Linked DNA regions of Mus musculus: region 2 is linked to region 1. A link is a contact called in public promoter capture Hi-C data. All regions are on one chromosome and are shown on one strand. Each heading gives the region's core, a stretch centred on a gene start, on an enhancer-like site or on the middle of the called end of the contact. The rest is flanking DNA. Distances are from core to core; before and after follow the strand shown. Region 1 holds the start of Kbtbd12 (kelch repeat and BTB (POZ) domain containing 12). Region 2 overlaps Mgll (monoglyceride lipase).

Evidence for each region. Promoter capture Hi-C pulls out the DNA fragments that hold promoters and counts their contacts.
Region 2: a promoter capture Hi-C map of liver shows a contact between it and region 1. The contact joins the enhancer-like site here to the promoter of Kbtbd12 in region 1. A contact is called at or near these places in 2 of 39 promoter capture datasets (cranial neural crest and liver), 7 of 484 Hi-C or Micro-C datasets (the G1E-ER4 cell line and liver), 6 of 115 datasets of contacts at active chromatin or transcription factors (CD8 T cells, embryonic basal ganglia, embryonic stem cells and 3 more) and 3 of 9 other capture datasets (adipose tissue, liver and pancreatic islet).

The regions. Positions count from the first base shown.
Region 1 is chr6:88,623,689-88,629,672 of GRCm38.p6, forward strand. It overlaps Kbtbd12 (kelch repeat and BTB (POZ) domain containing 12), which reads right to left and starts at 3,741. Exons shown (of 6, transcript NM_001278671.2): 1 at 3,709-3,741.
Region 2 is chr6:88,743,664-88,749,647 of GRCm38.p6, forward strand. All of the region lies in intron 2 of Mgll (monoglyceride lipase), which reads left to right. Among named protein-coding and RNA genes, the nearest start is that of Gm26588, 4.1 kb to the left of the region's middle. Within about 2 kb of position 2,693, at least 64 of the 459 cell types and tissues checked have an H3K27ac peak or open chromatin away from gene starts, as enhancers often do. A contact at or near this core is called in liver, where this site is marked.

The DNA.
Region 1 (5,984 bases), core at 2,491-4,990:
TTTTGCTTTCACAATGTTTGATTTTATCATCTTTCCATTATCTTTACAGTTGCTGATTTTTCTGAATAATGATTGATACATGACCAACCTTTCTAAGAAAATTCTCCATCTTTAGCAGAATTTAAAATAATTAAAATCCACGGCAGCGCTGTTTGAAATAGTAAAAACCAACTTAATATCCATTAACAGACTATAACATATTCACTCAAAAGAATATTGTATAATGGAAAAATGAATAAATGTGATCTACATGTATCAAAATAGTTACAAAATAACTAGAATACATGCTGTATTCATAATGTGTTTAAAATATACAATAGAGTATACTGTTCTAATAAAGTATAGGTCACATATTATGATGACATAAATATATGATGATTTTGGTAGAGTGTATCACAGGAGTTTTAAATATAATTCTTGTGATTTTTCTGTAAAATTGGAAACACCAAAATAAAAAGGTTTAAATTATGTATTTTTAAGAACCCATACAACTGTAATGGAACATAAAGAAATGAAGGGTACTTATAAGCACTGAATTCAGGAGAGTTGCTGCTTTCATGAGATGTAGAAGACAGGGAAACAGAAGAATGACAAGGAGCTTCAACTGTATAAATGTTTAATTTCCCTGCTGTACGGTGAGGACTCAATCCACACTTCATTATTCTTTATGCCCTTTGTATATTTTGAAAACCCCATAAAATGTATTTAGAATAAAAGATTGTATTAATATCAATTACTTATGGTTTTCAAAAACCTTAGCTGTGTTGCAAATGATATCTGTAAATTACCTGATATCATATGCAGAAAAATAATATACAAATTATGAATTTTCATATATTGTAAATTTACATATCAAAGTGTAGGCAGCTCTACTTATGAGTGACTGGAAAATACAGAAACCTCCTCTCTGGTCTGAATGACAACAGCTTTGAAATCTTGTGGCTATACCCCCACCTCTTTGTTCATTTCTTCAGCATTGACCTGTGTGATGGCGAAAGTTACTAGATTCAGAATTGTTATGTGCTTATTTCTCCCATAAAAATATTTGGTACAGGATTGGAGACATGGCTAAGCGGTTAAGAGCACTGACTGCTCTTCCAGAGGTTCTGAGTTCAAATCCCAGCAACCACATGGTGGCTCACAACCATCTGTAATGAGATCTGATGCCCTCTTCTGGTGTGTCTGAAGACAGCTATAGTGTACTTATGTATAAGTATAATAAACAAACAAACAAACAAACAAACAAATCTTTAAAAAATATTTGGTACAGTAAATAGGTTATAATTATGGTAAAAATGATCAACATCAAAGCTTTGGATTTTTATTTATAAAAAAGACCTGAAAAGCTGGACATAGTGGCACAGGTCTTTAATCCTAGTACTCTCTCTGAGTTCGAGACCATCCTGGTCTACAAAGTGAGCTCCAGGACTGCCAGGGCAGTAGTACAGAGAAACCCTGTCTCAAAAAGAAAAAACAAACAAATAAACAAACAAACCCAACAACCAACCAACCATCCAATCAAACAAAAACAGCTAAAGAGCAGAAAAGTAACAAGGACAGGGCTCCAAAAATCTAGTTTTCCCCAAATTGCCTTCAACAGACTTTTGTTAACAAACTAAGAAATATTAACAACTATGACATCAGAAAATAATGTCCCAGTTCTAATGTTTCCAGTTCCAAAGCGAAATGTTTTATTAAGAAAGCCTTTTTGTTTTGTTTTGTTTTGTTTTTCGAGACAGGGTTTCTCTGTACAGCCCTGGCTGTCCTGGAACTCATTCTGTAGACCAGGCTGGCCTTGAACTCAGAAATCTGCCTGCCTCTGTCTCCCAAGTGCTGGGATTAAAGGCGTGTGTCACCACACCTGGCTCCTCATTGTTTTTTATAGTGTCAAAGGGCTAACAATTCTAATGCGTACACGTAATACTCTGTGTTAGGAATACCCTCCTTCCCCGGTCCAGTTCTTCAGAATTCAGCGCAGATAACATTTTCTGAAGTAAAGGACTTCATGTTTTATTCACTTCTCTATTCCGTGTCTGTGTTGATACCTGGTATGGAAGAGTTGCTTGGTCTCCAGTCCAGGCCCCATCCTGCTTAGCCTCAGAGATCTGACAAGAGCAGGAGCGTTGGGGGAGGGGAGAGTCTATCCCCAAGCTATCCCAAAAGTGGTTGCTGTATCTCAGTTACGTTCTTCTAGCTGGGTTGTCTTGTCTGGTCCCAGTGGGAGAGGATGCGCCTAGCCTCACAAACTTGATATGTGTGTGTGTGTGTGTGTGTGTGTGTGTGTGTGTGTGTGTGTGATACCCAGGAGGGCCCCCACCTGCTCAGTGGATAAAAGGAGGAGGGAGGGGGGAAATATTGTGGGAGGGGTGACAGGGAGGGGAATGTAAAGTGAGTAAATTAAAAAAAAAAGAGTTTCTTGGTATGGTTGTTTGATCAAACTAATGCTTTGTTTAGTTCTACATCATTCCTAATAACCTTACCCTCCTATATCTGAATAAATATTTCTGAGGCAGGGTCTTTCTAGGTAGCCTTAGCTGGCCTCTGATTCACAGCAATCTTGCCTGCCTCTGTCTCCTGTGTGCTAGGATTAAAGGCATGTGTCACTATATCTGCCCTTCTCTCTTTGTGTTTTTACATGTATATGTTAGCTTTGGAGATTCTGATTTTGCTTAAACCATGCTTTAAGTTATTATCCTCTTGTCCAACTATAAATCCTTCCAGGAGACTTTCTTCCCTTTATTTGTGGCATTATGACATCTACTTTTGACCTCCACCCTCAAAGTTAATTCACAGTCATTATTTGCTCTCTGAGATAGAGGCCTCATTCCTGGGGAAGGGCCAGCTGAAGCAAACTTGAAACATTCCCGCATTTATAGAAAAAAAAAATGGCAACAATGGCTTATTTCCAAGTGACCTAAAAGCCAGCTGCAGCTTCTCAGTTGGCACATCTGCCCACCCGTGCTAAGCCCTAAGTGTCAGCCATTATTTATGGTGCCTTCCCTATTTCTCTTCTTGAGGGTGATTTTACAGCCATTTAAGTTTGTGACCCCTGGTTTATAACCTAACACTCTTACTGTATGTTGTTTCTGCCATCACCAGATTTCCCCAGTCCTACTTTTGCCAGCGCGGTAGGAAATGGCTGAACATGCATACCACCCTAATTACACTCAACTTTCCCCGCTGATGTCGTTTCCCTGATTTGTTTAATACGAACAAGTCACCCTCAGATGTACATAAGGCTTGCAATAATGAGTCACAGAGATGATAAAGACAAATAAGCTTTCTCTTCTTTTTCCTTTGGTGTGCTCGCAATGTTTTGCATTCACCCAGTTCCTTATACTTTTTCCGAGTGCTTTAATATGCATTATAGCTCATTAGTTCCTCTTAAGAATCATGTGGGGAAAATGCAAGGCAATTATATTCCTGGCTTTAAAGTTAAGAGAGTCGCCCAGGGATACATTCAGCGCTGATTGAATTTAAACGAACCGAACCCTGCTTTATTATGGGCTCCGGGAAGGCAGGAGAGCCCTTACCTCGATGGCATTTATAGTCTAGCGGGGTCGCAAAATAATCAGCCGGGTCATTTAGGGAAGGGAATTATCCTGGAGGTCTAGCAAATGGATTATGCCGCAGGGAGACCGGAGCGGCCGCTGACCCCACACCGGCCGGCCGACCGAGGGGGCGTCCCCTCTCTAGGCCCCTACTTACTCGCTGCTGCTCCGCCGCCATGGCGCCGTGACTAGGCACACGCGGGGTCGGGAGGGCGCGGCGGGGCAGGCCTGACTGACTACACTACCCGAAATGGGCCTGGGCTGACAAGCACTATAAATAGACCAAGCGAGGGGGGTGCAAGGGACAGGCGGCGTCCCAGCGAGGACGAGGAGGGCGCTGGCGGCCACCCAGAGGTAACAGGTGCTCGGCCTCCGCGCGGGAAGCGGCCGGGACACGCGCTGCAGTGTGCGCCTGCGCGGGGTCTTCCCGCGCCTGTTCCACACAGACCCCAGAGGTCCCTCACCGGCAAGTGCGCCTGCGCGGGGTCTTCCCGCGCCACACCGCGCGCTAGGGACAACGGTGTTCTGTCAGTCAAGAGCCCAAAAAGACACCTTTGAAAAGAGAATTTGGAAATCGGATCTTTTAAGGGGACACGTCTTTCATTTAATCTTTAAACGTTGCAAAGCTCACCCGAGGCTTCTGTGTGATCTTATTGAGTACGGCCTATGGTAGGGTTGCTGAAGAAAACACAGGAATCCAGTTAAATATACAATTCAGACATACAAGTGGTATTTCTTTTCTTTTTTTCGTATAATATGTTTCAGAGATCGCATGGCCAGTCCACATTTAGAAGCAACTCATTGTTTTGAAACCAAAAACAGGTTTTGGTTTCAATACAGAACATAGAATTCTGTATTTTTATTTATTACAGCTGGCAACTGAATTTCAGCACTCAGCTTCTGATGTGGGAGGGGGGATTTCCTGTAAGTGGAAAGTGTCCCCGAATCCTGAGAAAAGATTAATTCTGTTCTCAGGGTGCTCTCAGTGATGGGGAGCTAGTACCCCTCAGAATGTCATAGAGCATCATCTATTTTGTGATTAAAGACTCAGTATTAAGTCAGCTAGCTTAAAACGAGCCAGAATGGCTTTAGTGTAGTAATACACATTTGTGTGAGGGTTACAAGCTCTTGGGAGGAGGGGTCAAATGACCCTTTCACAGGGGTCACCTAAGACCCTTGGAAATATCACCACAACATGAGAGTCTGTATTAAAGGGTCACAGCATTAGGAAGGGTGAGGATCTCGATAGGTTAAAGTGAAGCTGTCAGTGGATGTGTATTTCTAGGAGAGAATCTGTCACCTGGTTGTTTCAGTTTCTAGAAACCGTTCTGATTCTTTTGTGTGTGATTCCTTTCTCTTAAAGTCAAGATCAAGCTAGAAGTGGTTGGACATACTTGTAATTCCAGCACCCAAGAAGTAAAGGCAGGGGAATCAGGAATTTAAGGGGCTGTCGGCTTCACTGGGAGTTCAAGGCTAGCTTGGGGCACATGAGACACTGTACAATAATACTCCGTTACTCCCTCCCCCAAAGCTTTGGGGGTCATAGAAATAAGTCTTTCTCAGGTTGGATCATTCTGGTGCACACTCATATTTTTCCTTTTAAAAAAATCTTTGTGGTAAAATATGTTTAACATAGATTTTACCACCTAGTCATTTTAAGTGTTCAATCTAGCATCACTAAATATATTTATATATCAATATATAAACTATAACTTACTATAGTTTGGATGTTGATTTTCCCCCAGAAGTTTGCATGTTGAACCGGTGAGTTCCAGAATGATGCTATTTGGAGGTGTTTGACCCTTAGGGCGGGAGACCTGATAAGTCCTTAGATTACTGGAGGGCATGCCTCTGATAGAGTCAACAGGAGCTCAGTTGGTTCTCTTCCTCTCCTACTTCAGTTTGCCTACTAGAGGTCCAAAACAATGGGCTCAGTTTGGAACCGTTCCTGCTTGAAAGAAAATCTTTCTTTTCTTTATAAGTTAATCATCTCAGATATTTCGTTATAGTAACTGGAAGCTGACTAATACAACTGCCATCACCACTTCCATTTCTATATTTTAAAATCATGACAGTCATTAGAAAGTAATGCCTCATTTTTCTTCTTTCCCAAATATCCAATCATCTCTAGACTATTTTCTGCTTGTATAAATTTACCTTTTATATACTTTACATAAGCAGAAACATATATTTGTCTTTTGTTACTAATTTATTGAATACTGCCCTTAAAGTTCATATATCATCTATGAAAATTTTCATGTTTTAAGACTCAATATTACTCTATGTATTTAATGTATGCATATTTAATTGGATTTTTCATTTTTGAGAGAACTCACTATGCATTCATGACTGTCCCCAGACTCATCATCCCCTGGCCTCAAGTCTCCCTTAGAACATTTTAATATTATTCTCACATATGTCAGTATCTTATAG
Region 2 (5,984 bases), core at 1,443-3,942, 120 kb after region 1:
CCCAAAGAATTAAGCCCCTGGTCCAGATTCTGTTTTGCTTCATACAGCTCTCTCCGTTCAAAAGCTGCCTTCCGTGTGAGTGTGTTGTTCTCTTCCTGTGTAGTATGTAACAGGGCTGGCTTGCTGCCAGGCTGGCTGGTGTCTGAGGAGAATGAGGTAGAGCCAACCCAGGGCACCCCTTGTTCCAAGCCTGGAGATGGGCAGCTACCTTTAGAAGAGGAGAGAGGGCAGCCCCTCTCCTGCCACCGTGCAGCAGAAAGAAGGCTGGCTTGGGAAGGAGCTGTAAGGGCCTGGGAGCTGGTGGGTCCCACCAACACCTGGCCTCTGGCTATCCTTTCCCGAGATCCTAGGACAGCTGTGAAGCTCTTCATTAATGCACCACGTGGTTTCCCACAGCCCATTAGTGATTTCCCAGAAGGCCAGTTCCCAATATTGATCTGGATGCGGCTCCGAGGAGCCCTTTGGCATCGGATCCTTTCTGGAGCCAGCCAGGGCCCTGGTGAGCCCTCTGAAGAGATTCCACATGCTAATGAGGGGTCTGGTCGCCCAGCTCCATCCGTACAGAGCCACTCTCTGTGGAAACAGGCCACTCCCAGAAGTTGCATCCCCCAAACATACCGAGTGGGTTTGAGACAGGAGACACGTGCACGTGCCTGGTGTTGGAAGAGTAATCATTTCTAAAGAAGTTCCTAACCTGGTTTATGGAAGGCAATTACCAATCTCCCTTCAGTGGGACTGACGTGTTTTCGGCACCTCTCAGAGACTACAGGAGGAAAGAAATGTGGAGAGGATAATTAAGCTTAATGAGGGAACCCGGATGTCATTTCCTCTCCATATGATAGCACCCTGGGCCCCAGCACTCTCTGCTGTTCACTGCCCTTTGCATTCTACTGGCAGTAACTAGTTAGACCCTGGAGGGAGAGACATGTCTCTGATCAAACTCTCAGACCTGGTAACTTCATGTGGTGCCTAGCCGAGGGAACATGTTTGTTGGTTTCATCCTGCAGATGTCATGGGTACTTACACACAAGAGAAATGGCTATGGCAGGACCGAGTGAGGTCATCTTATGGACACCATCGTGTCCGTGGTCTGTCTCAGACCATCTTATATAAAATGACACACGGCTGTATCTCTTCAATTCTTTTTTGCCGTTTCTATTTTTCTAAGTTTTAAGACATTAAGAAAATGAAAATGATAATATTTGTGGGATGTCTTGTGACACATGTATATGTTGTATAGTGTTCAAAGCAAGGTGGGGACATTTGTAATCTCCTTGTGAGGAACTGCATTTATATCCTCTCTGCTAGCGCTTCTGGCCCATCACTGTTTGAAAGGTCACATCCAGCCACTGTCACAGGACAGCAGAACTCACTTCTGTGTCTTGGCACCATCTGTGTCTCTGCTACTCTAGGAAGCAGTTCTGGTTCTGGGGGACAGGACACGATGTCCTTGTACCCCAGGACATTCAGCTTGCTAACACCCTTCTCACTCTGTCCAGCATTCCACACAGTAAGATCCTTATCGCACTCAAACGCGGCCTCAGAGCCTAAGCCGGTTCCCGATCAAAGTTCTCAGTGGCTCTTTCCTCCCCTCTTTCAGTCATAAGCACAGAAGCCAGGGCCTCATCACGCTAGGCAAAGTCTCTACCCCGGAGCCACACCCCCAGCCCTCAGGCTGGTGACACGCATGGGTCCTCCTGGTCATTGTGTCAGGTCACAGTTGTGGCCAAAGCAGCCCTCTGGTCACTGCCCGAGGCTTCTCTTCCTCTAGGAAAATAAATATATTTATATATAATTGGAAAATGCTTTTGCTGGGTGGTGGTGGCACACACCCTTAATCCCAGCACTCAGTAGGCAGAAGCAGGCAGATCTCTAAGAAACCAGCCTGGTCTACAGATTGAGTTTCAGGACTACACAGGGCTACACAGAGAAACTCTGTCTTTAAAAAATGTAATAAAGGAAGAAAGAAAAGAGGAGAAGAGAGGAGAGGGGAGGGGAAGAGAGGGGAGGGGAGGGGAGAGGAGAGGAGAGGAGAGGAGAGGAGAGGAGAGGAGAGGAGAAGAGAAGAGAAGAGAAGAGAAGAGAAGAGAAGAGAAGAGAAGAGAAGAGAAGAGAAGAGAAGAGAAGAGAAGGAGAAGAGAGAAGAAAAGGAAAGGAAAGGAAAAATGTGTTCGCTGTATTATATATTGTACTTAATATACATCATATATGTATGGGGTTTTTTTTCCTATCCGAGAAGAGAAGAGAAGAGAAGAGAAGAGAAGAGAAGAGAAGAGAAGAGAAGAGAAGAGAAGAAGAGAGAGAAGAAAAGGAAAGGAAAGGAAAGGAAAAATGTGTTCACTGTATTATATATTGTACTTAAGATACATCATATATGTATGGGGTTTTTTTTCCTATCTGAGAAGAGAAGAGAAGAGAAGAGAAGAGAAGAGAAGAGAAGAGAAGAGAAGAAGAGAGAGAAGAAAAGGAAAGGAAAGGAAAAATGTGTTCGCTGTATTATATATTGTACTTAAGATACATCATATATGTATGGGGGTTTTTTCCTATCTTTTAAAGAGGCAATAGTTGCTTCAGGAAACCTTGCCTGCACTTGAACTTGGCCCTTTTTAGTTAACTACAGTAGTCTGAGGCTAGGGCTACTCCCACAGTCCTGCGTGCTGCAAACCTTATTAAACAGGAGGCTGGTCTTGGCTCATGACTGCAGTCCCGGGGTCAAGGGCTGCATTTGCTGCGGGTTTTGTGTCAGAGCCCGGGAGCACCACATCTAAGCTTGAGTCATCCCACCCCAGGGACCAGGGCTAACCTAATCCTCTCCCTCCTTCCTCTAACTGCACCAGCATCGAGCTGTGTCCACCCTCTCAGTCAGCACCTCGCTGTGGCAATGAAGGTCCCACAGGGCTATGTGACGAAACTTTTTCTGAGGAGGCACACACTTACTCACCCCAGGCGGGGATCTCATGACAAGCCAAAGCACAGATACCACTGAAGTTCAGTTTGGTGAACCAATGAGTTTTGCTGGGATTACTTACAGGAGTATGGGTGAGAGGTGACTTACAGGAGCAGAAATGACTCAAAGGCAGCTTCCTCACCAAAGCCCACCCCAGTGTAGTGACAGCTCACAGATCTGGGAACCTGGAGCACATTGCCCAGCATGCAAGCAGCTTGGAAAGTATCTTTTTCTGGGTGCCTCAGTTGGTCTAAGCCTCTTCCAGGCAGCTGGTCTGGTCTCAAGAATCATTGCTGCTTTCCTCTTCTGAGAACTCCCTTCAGTCTGAGGGGAACTCCTAGCTTTTATTGCTTTCTTGGACAGGGAGGAGCCTAGTGAAATCTGGTCAGTTTCAGGGACTTCCTGAAGCTGTCTTGAGTTGTTTGCCTTCTTCCGTAGGCGTTTGCTGCAGGATGTAGTGTTTTAATCTCAGAGGAAGCTGTTACACAATACACATAAGATTCCAGAAGACAAACCATGTTCCAAGTTCAGTACCAGTGCCTCCCCATCCCCACCTGCCCTCCTCTTCCCTCGACTATCCTCACCTCTCCTCTTCATCATCAGAGGCCAGTGAGGGTCTGATGAGCTCCAGTTTCTCAGGGCTTTCTTAGCCGCAGTGCTCAGGCCCCTCAGGGTAAAACCAAGCCCTCACTGATTCCCAGACCCATCTGCAGGTAGCATCCACCCCCAGAAGTGATGGTGGTTTGCACTGGAACAGATAAAGGGATGATGAGGCCAGCTGTGCTGCAAGCCATGTCACTCACCACGTGTGACCAGCATGAAGCCGTTTCCTCTGGCTCAGGAAGAACAACAAATGGGGGCCAGGGCTTCCCATCGACAGGGACACTGAGGCTGCCTGCTTCACTGCACTTCCTGTCTCGGAGTTCCCAGTGCAGTGTTTCCTGTCACCCTCCTGTCCTGTGTAAGGTAACAGAGAGGGTCAATCACTTGTGATTGTCATAGAGTTAGGGAGCAAGTGACCCAGGATTTAAACCCCAGTTCACACCAGAGGGAAATGACTAGTGTGCTTTGCATTAGTGTGCTGGCAAGTTAGTACTGTAGTAAGACCTCACAACATGGTGGCTTCAGCGAGTGAGTGGTTGATGGCTCTCTCAGTCTGGAGGTGAACTGTTGAAGTTCTGTCTCACACACTTGCGCAGGACCTAGTTTCCTTCCGTTGTGTTGCCTCACAATTCCTTATGGTGTGACCTAATGACTTCTTAACCTCTTAACCATGGTAAAGAAGAACAAACAAGCCCCAGGCAACACGGAAGCAAGGAATGTGAAAACCTTGAAACCTTGCTGTCCTTTCCACACACATTCCCTTGGCAGCGAGCAATCCTAAGGTCACACGTGGCGGCAGAGGAGGCTAGAGACGTCTCTCTGAAAAGCACACTATATAAAGTGGGAGAAAGGAGGATTGAGGCTTGGGGCAGCCTACCTAAAGGGCCCTCTCCTCTTTGGTGACTTAATACAGGTCTGCCACCAGGAAGGTGCTGTGTGAATTCACCATTCTTGTGTCTGTATGTGGGCACGTGTTCACGTAATAAATACCAAAAGACTTTCCTATGTAGTACCTCTGGCGTGAGCGGGGTCAGTGATATGGTAGGGAGGCCAATATTGAGTCTGGACAGAGCTGGCTTATGGATTTTGATCATTGCTTATTTGTAATGCCTCACTGTAAGAAGAGCTTGAGGCATAGATCTGTGGTCACATACCGCTGGAAAAAAAAAATGCTACCTACACATTTACATCCCTCAGATAAACTCTCAGCCCAAGGGGTGGGAGGGCGGGTGCAGAGAGCCCTGGGCATGGGTAGGAATCAGGCAAATCTCTCAGGTCCTGTAGCGGAGCAGTCAAAGCGCCAAGTCAAGACCAGGCAGATCCAGATTCTGGTTCCAACCCCTAGGCCTAATGGCGGGTCCTCTCCTCCTTGATCTGTGGTGCCCTATCTATAAAGTTGGTGCGGAAGTGGTTTGTGTGAGAGGGGCTACTCTGGTTGTATCTACCCCAGAGGTCTGCATGATGAAGACTCGGTGCTCAGGGTGGTAGTGTAGGAAGAGTTAAGCCACTGAGGGTGTGCTCTAGTTCTCACGGGACCCCTTGAGTTTTCTCAGGAGAAAGAGGTAAAAGGGGCGAGGCCCAACCACACCCATTTCTTTGTTTTCTGGCTTGAGATCCAATCTCCAGGTTCCTCTCCCAACATCACTCTCCTCCAACGTGGGATACGAAACTTGCACCATGCCGTTTGATCTTTAGACTCCAAATCTGTGAACTAGACAACGCTTTTCCTTCCTGGGTTGCCTGAGTCAGGTACTCCACAATGTGTACAGTGAGGGGATTTGACTGGTCCTAGGCTATGGGAGTATCTACTGGGGTGATGAGTTGGTCCTAATATGAGGAAGCTCCCTGGCTTTGGTTTCTCTCCCCTCTGGCTTTTTCGGAGCTTGTGGTCCCTGACAATTCCACTGCCCATTCTATGACATCCCAAGAATTTGCTGAGTCCTGAGTCTGTAGACTTGGGAGCAACAGGCAGGAGGCTCCACCTGCCCCTGGAGTGCTTAGCCCACCAGGAGAATTTCTGGTCCTCCATATCTTGCCTCCTGCCTGCTCTATCCTGAGTTTCTCTCTGACACCCTTCAGCAAGGACACACTGACCACGAGCTGTGCTTGTTATGAGCTCCTTGTCCCACCAGCCCCCTCCACTCCCCTCGAAGGGTCTCAGTGGCTGAGGAATCTAGGTTGGCAAGTGGCAGGACCTTCTGAGATGGGAGGTTTCTATGTGGTGAGGGTTGGAAGGACAGGCTTGGTGTGAGAGGGCTGAGGCAGAGCCATAGCAGAGTGCTGGCCATGCCTGGCTGGCTGCTGAGTGGGGGAGCTGGAGTTGTGGGTTTGAGTTGGAGAGGCAGGGAAGGGTTAGAGTTAGGAGGCTGCTCTGAGCTCAGGTGAAAAGGGATGGGTTGAAGGAACAAATCCAAGAGCCGAGAGGACCTGGGGA